2 separate regions of the Mus musculus genome follow, and region 2 is linked to region 1. A link is a contact called in public ChIA-PET data. All regions are on one chromosome and are shown on one strand. The core of a region is the stretch at or near the end of the contact, and the rest is flanking DNA. Distances in the headings are between cores, read along the strand shown.

The links. ChIA-PET counts read pairs in DNA pulled down with a chosen protein or histone mark.
Region 2: a contact with region 1 is called in an RNA polymerase II ChIA-PET map of memory CD8 T cells, with 3 times the contacts expected there. The contact joins the promoter of Fam169b here to the enhancer-like site in region 1. A contact is called at or near these places in 1 of 15 datasets of contacts at CTCF or cohesin (the NIH/3T3 cell line), 2 of 484 Hi-C or Micro-C datasets (CD4 T cells and nephron progenitors), 8 of 115 datasets of contacts at active chromatin or transcription factors (the SCID.adh cell line, Th17 cells, bone marrow-derived macrophages and 5 more) and 3 of 9 other capture datasets (adipose tissue, liver and pancreatic islet).

Annotation. Positions count from the first base shown.
Region 1 is chr7:68,187,997-68,190,789 of GRCm38.p6, forward strand. Igf1r (insulin-like growth factor I receptor) reads left to right here. Exons shown (of 21, transcript NM_010513.2): 9 at 1,577-1,744; 10 at 1,950-2,154. Among named protein-coding and RNA genes, the nearest start is that of Gm51487, 32 kb to the left of the region's middle. Within about 2 kb of position 1,390, at least 33 of the 459 cell types and tissues checked have an H3K27ac peak or open chromatin away from gene starts, as enhancers often do. A contact at or near this core is called in the SCID.adh cell line, memory CD8 T cells, regulatory T cell precursor and 1 more, where this site is marked.
Region 2 is chr7:68,274,564-68,277,356 of GRCm38.p6, forward strand. Fam169b (family with sequence similarity 169, member B) reads left to right here and starts at 1,421. Exons shown (of 9, transcript NM_001374636.1): 1 at 1,421-1,478. The coding sequence starts at 1,448. Gm16157 (predicted gene 16157) reads right to left here and starts at 2,031. Exons shown (of 4, transcript NR_040340.1): 1 at 1,954-2,031; 2 at 595-774.

The sequences.
Region 1 (2,793 bases), core at 140-2,639:
AATTTCTTATCATTATAGCAGATTCTTAAGAAATCCTATTCTTCTTCCTAAATATTAAAAACTGCATTTGGTCCCTGACCTCAAAAGTGCTTGGGACCGATAGTGACGTACTTAGTCCATCATGTGCCTCTGCTTCATCTGGGAAACTTGTCATTGAAATACCTAGTAAGAAACTGTTTTGGAAATACTTATTGAAAACGCTCACGGGACCAGGCATCAAGTGCTTGTCTTCTCTGCATCAGTCTTGGTCTTCCAACGTGTTGTCCCTCAGTGGTTCTCAGAGCCTTGAGCACCGCATACATCCTAACAGCCCTCTGTCCATTCGCTTCCTGTTGGTGTGGTGGTATATGACCTGGCAAGGAAAGGATTTGACTTCCACATCAGGATCACAGTCTGCCGTTAAGGAAGCCAGGGTAGAAACTCCAGCAGAGACAGGAACTTTGGAGAAGCACTGGCTTGCTCCCAGTGGCTTGCTCAGCCTGCTTTCTTAGAGACCCCAGGACCACCAGCCCAGAGGCCTCCTCACCACAATGAGCTGGGCATTTCCTCCACCAACCATTAGTTAAGAAGATGCCCTGCAGGCCTGCCTTACAGCCTGATCATACTGAGCCATCCTCTCAGTTGAGGTTTTTTTCTGTCAGATAGGTTGTGCCAAGTTGTCATAAGACTGACCGGTACAAGCTTGTTTTCACCTTTCAGATTCAAAAACAGCTTGGTTGGACCTTATTCTTAAGTGTCATAACCACGGTTCTGTCTCTTGCACTTTGGAAACTGCCAAAACCAGTGGGCCTCATTCTTTGCCATGTGCATGTGTGTGTGTTGGGGATGGGGTGCGCTTCGGCTGTGGTATCTCTTTTGCTATGGTGAGGACACAGCAGTGGTCCTGGGATGTTTTCCTTTTTACGTAAGTTAGTTCTACTTTTGAGCCTGGGCATCAGTAGTATGTAAGCCTCCGTCGTTTTGTTAAACTCATTTGCTTGTAACAGGACTTTGCATAGAATCAGGGCTCAGGCGTACTGGCTTTCCTGAATCATGACTTGCTTACAAGATCTGTGAGTCCCTGCTCCTTGTTTCACAGTCCTTTCACCCAGGCACATAACCACCCCACACACTGTCCATCCCCCACTCCCACTCTTCATTTTGGCTCCCTGTCATGTTTATCAAGTTTTTATCAGAGATTAAAACTTGCAATCACAGGTGAAGTACTAAGCCGTCCAATTTGCCATTTCCTAATACACACCGGAGAATGACAGTTGTCATAACTGAATCAACTCTAGGTTTTTTTTTAGAGTCCCCTTTAACCCCAGCTATGCCCTCGTAGCCCCTTCAGTCCCAGGTCAGTGAGCCATGTGTGTTTGCACATAGATTATCTAAGAGCAAGTGCTCTGAGAGAGGGCTGGCCTCCCAGTTGGTAATCTTTCCAAAGCTCTGGTTCACCTCATGCTCTGGTTGGTCCGTTGCTATCTCTGTGCCCAGGTCAAGCCTGCAGCTTCCTGTTGGTTTGCATCGAGCCCCTGATAACCTCAACCTCGGATTCCGGTCTATTCTCTGAAATGTTCTTTGTTCTTCTTTCCAGTCCCTTCCATTCCCCTAGATGTCCTCTCAGCATCAAACTCTTCCTCTCAGCTGATTGTGAAGTGGAATCCTCCAACTCTGCCCAATGGTAACTTGAGTTACTACATTGTGAGGTGGCAGCGGCAGCCCCAGGATGGTTACCTGTACCGGCACAACTACTGCTCCAAAGGTGAGCTGGGGGCTGGCAGGCAGCAGGCAGGCAGTGCCACTGGCCTTGTCTGTTGTCTGAGAGAACCTGAGCCCCAGGGTCACACCTGTCACGTTGCAGGGCTTGCTTCTCAGCAGTGCACACCAGCACCCCTCCCCTCCACCAGCAATGCTAACAGGCACTTCCTGCATGGCTTTCATTCCCATCTCTGGTCTTCCCCAAGCAGACAAAATACCCATCAGAAAGTACGCCGATGGTACCATCGACGTGGAGGAGGTGACGGAAAATCCCAAGACAGAAGTGTGTGGTGGTGATAAAGGGCCATGCTGCGCTTGCCCTAAAACTGAAGCTGAGAAGCAGGCTGAGAAGGAGGAGGCTGAGTACCGTAAAGTCTTTGAGAATTTCCTTCACAATTCCATCTTTGTGCCCAGGTGAGTGTGCCCTTTGGAAAGGCTACATTTGATGCCTTAGGCTGTGCATGCTCCCATCTGCCCCACGCGGAGCAGCTCCTGTTGGTTGGCAGGCTGCTGGGCTGCTATTGCAGTCAGCTGACAGGAGGCGCTGCTGTTTTGGCTTTTACCCATGTTCCCCTCTGTGTCATGTCTGTTTCTTTGAATTTAAAGACCTGAAGACAGGAAACAAATCAAAAGGTGCTTTAAAAACTGGATGCAGTGACCTCTATCCTCACTAACTTACTGTCTGTTTGAGTCTTGGGTCTCAGACCTACATTCTCCAACACCAAACCTCCGTCCCTTCATTGGGTTATCTATGTGGAGCATTCCACCTGAACCAACACTCAGTAAGAGTAGCCATGAGAGTGGCCAGGTATGGAGCGTCCCAAAGAGGCCAGGCAGAGGTCCTCCCATACCCACCCCTATACTGGGTGTCAGTCAAATCCAGGACTCCTGTAGGCATGGCCAGAGGTTTAGGTCGTTCTTTCATTGTTGCTAACAAATTGCGTGATGCTTAGTGGTGTGCATAGCTCAACAGTTTTAAAGTTAGAAGAACAAGGAGCCAGTGTGGCTTTTGTTGATGAAGGCATCTTTGGGTGTGTCGCATGGCCAAAGTAC
Region 2 (2,793 bases), core at 171-2,670, 87 kb after region 1:
CCCCCTCTCCTTTTCCAATGACGACTTTCCTGGCCTTGATCCTTGGGCCAGTGAACTTGCCCTTCATACAGCAGCTTCCAAATAAACCTGCCTTTAACATAACCTAATCCAGTTTAAATTGGCTCATTTAACTAATTGATAGAAATAACCTATCAGTTACTGAAAGACACTTACAAATACGGCTATATTGTAAAGACACTTTAGGAAGCTGTCTTGAGAAGACCACGCACACCTGGATGTGTCTCATTTCCACCCCTTCCCCTAACACCTATCTTTCTACCACTAACCTTAAATCTATGTTTAAAATCTAATAAACTGTGACTCTTCGACACAACGACTTACTCTGACATTCTTTTTGGCACTGAAGTCAAAAATTCTGGCTTCACCAGAGTGGAAAAGAATTCCCTGCTACACACAGCGCAGAATTGTGTTGTGTCCCCAGTTACCATTGCCCCAAGGCCAGTTGTCAGGATCCCAGATTGTTCTCCAGCTAATGGGCTCAAGCCTTCTTCCTCCCTCGGTCTCCCCAGTAGTTGGGACATCCGGTGTGTTTCCATCAGAGTCGGGTGAAAGGTGAAATTTGAAATCACTCACCGCTGCATCCTCCCAAAGCAACGTTTTGAAACAGCTGTGTATACTGGAGAAGAATTGTCGACCTTGAATATTGCTTTGTCAAATGAGCTCCTGCTTGGCTTTTTAGTAAATCGTAGGCACATTACAGTTTCCAGGAGACTGTTGGGACTCTGAAACCGGCAGAAAAGATTCCTGGATGCCCTGTGTTAGATGTGCGTTTATTACATATTTGCTATTTTTCAGCCAAGCCAAGTTTTTGTTCTTTTTTTTTTTTTTTTTTTTTTTTTGGTTTTTTTTCGAGACAGGGTCTCTCTGTGTAGCCCTGGCTGTCCTGGAACTCACTTTGTAGACCAGGCTGGCCTCGAACTCAGAAATCCGCCTGCCTCTGCCTCCCAAGTGCTGGGATTAAAGGCGTGCGCCACCACGCCCGGCTCAAGCCAAGTTTTTGAAAAGGGTTAATGCAAATGGTTTTTGCACATAGAAGGGAGCGTGGTGGAAAAATCTGTCAGTACAAGCTTGGGGCACGGGGGAGGAGGCTGCTTGCCTGTGTTTATGGTAGTTCAAGAACAGCAACAAACTCACTATTGGCTCAAAAGTCATTCTTTTTGTAGATTAGACTTTGCGGAGTCAAGGTTTGGTTAAAAAAAAAAAAACAAAACAAAACAAAAGGTGGTCCAGTAGTGTGTGTTGGGGGAGTGGGGGCAGAGATAAACGCCCGCAGCAGGAGGCAAAGGAGTGAGAAAGAGAAAGCCTCCGGGGAGGTGGCAGGGCGGGGCAGCCCCTGGGGAACTCTTGGTAGAAAGGTTGGTGGCTCTGGTGGGGGGAGGGGGTGGGGAGGTAGAGGCTTACTAGGTGGCAAACTCCGTACCGGAGCATGGAGGCTGAGGCAGTCCGCGGAGTCACAGGTAAGGGGTGCTGCGGTCCCCACGTAGCCAATCGAGGGCGAAGGACGCGAATGGTAGCGGGCAGAGTGCCGCACACCCGTCGCCACAACAGCTTGGGGTGCAGTGCGAGGCTAAGGGCCTCTCCTCTCTTTCTCTCTCTCTTCCTCGGATTCATATAAGTCCCAGGCTAGCGGGAGCTGGAGGAGGAACCTCCAGAGTTGATAGTCTTAGATGGCTCTGGGCTGGGTCCTCACCCGGGTCTCCGGTTCTGTTTCTCACCCCTCCCCCACAACCCTCAACACCGGCCTTGGGGACCTTGGACCTGGGCTTGCTGGCCAGGCTGGGGAATGAGCTCCGAGGTGAGAGAGAAGTCCGAACAGCAACCCATTCCTACTTTCCAGCAAGGAGGACCCAGGAAGCGCCTGGACCGAGAGAAGTGTCCCGGGAATCCACGCTCTGGGCCAGCCTCTTTGCTGGCTCCAGGGACACAACTCACATGCCTCTTCCCGCCCAGTTTCAGGATTTGAAGATACTTTCTTGAGCCGGCCACCTCTGAGGTCTTAGGGGATGCCATTTCAGGCCTTTGGCTAGACATCCTGGTCACAGGTGGCTGGCTGTGTCGCACGGATAGTCACACTGCACACAGCCCACCTACAGTAAAGTCAATCATGGCAGGGGCGCATTTGAGGCTGGCAGGTAGCCACTCGCTCTTATGACCTACTTTAAACGTTGCAATTGAGTTGTTTTTCTCCTGTTTTCAGGTGCGTGAGATAAGGAGAGATTGTAGCCACTAGCTAATTATATGGATTAGTAAGGATTTAGTTGATCTAGAGATTAAGAAAAGGCTCGTCTTTAATTTTGGAAAGGGAGCTATTTCTCTTTTGTTTTAGTCTTGTGCACTTTTTTTTTTTTCTAGAAAGTTAAGAGTGCTGTTTCCAGTTTACACGCTGGAAGACTGGAATAAAAGTCTTGCTTTTTTGATCTTCCTCATCTACAAAACAGGAGAAGCCCCCTAGGGTTTATTAAGCACAGCAGTCTCTCATTACACTCCCATCTCTACTAGTGGGTCTCTTTCCCCTCCCCTAGAGTGAGCAGGTCCTTCCCCATCTTTGCTTCAGAGAGCTTCCCCTCCCAGGCCCATGTGATGGGAAAAAAAGAATAGTAATTTCATCTTCTGGAAAAGAATCGTTGGCCTGAGACAGTTTATGGCTTTTCCCTGTATGCGCTCCGACCTTTGCTGTGGTTTTGATGGCCACCGGTGGCTCAGATGACACACAGCAGTCTCCCATTTATCATTTCCACATGTGTGAGATCCTAATGGGTTGGAGGCTTGCAT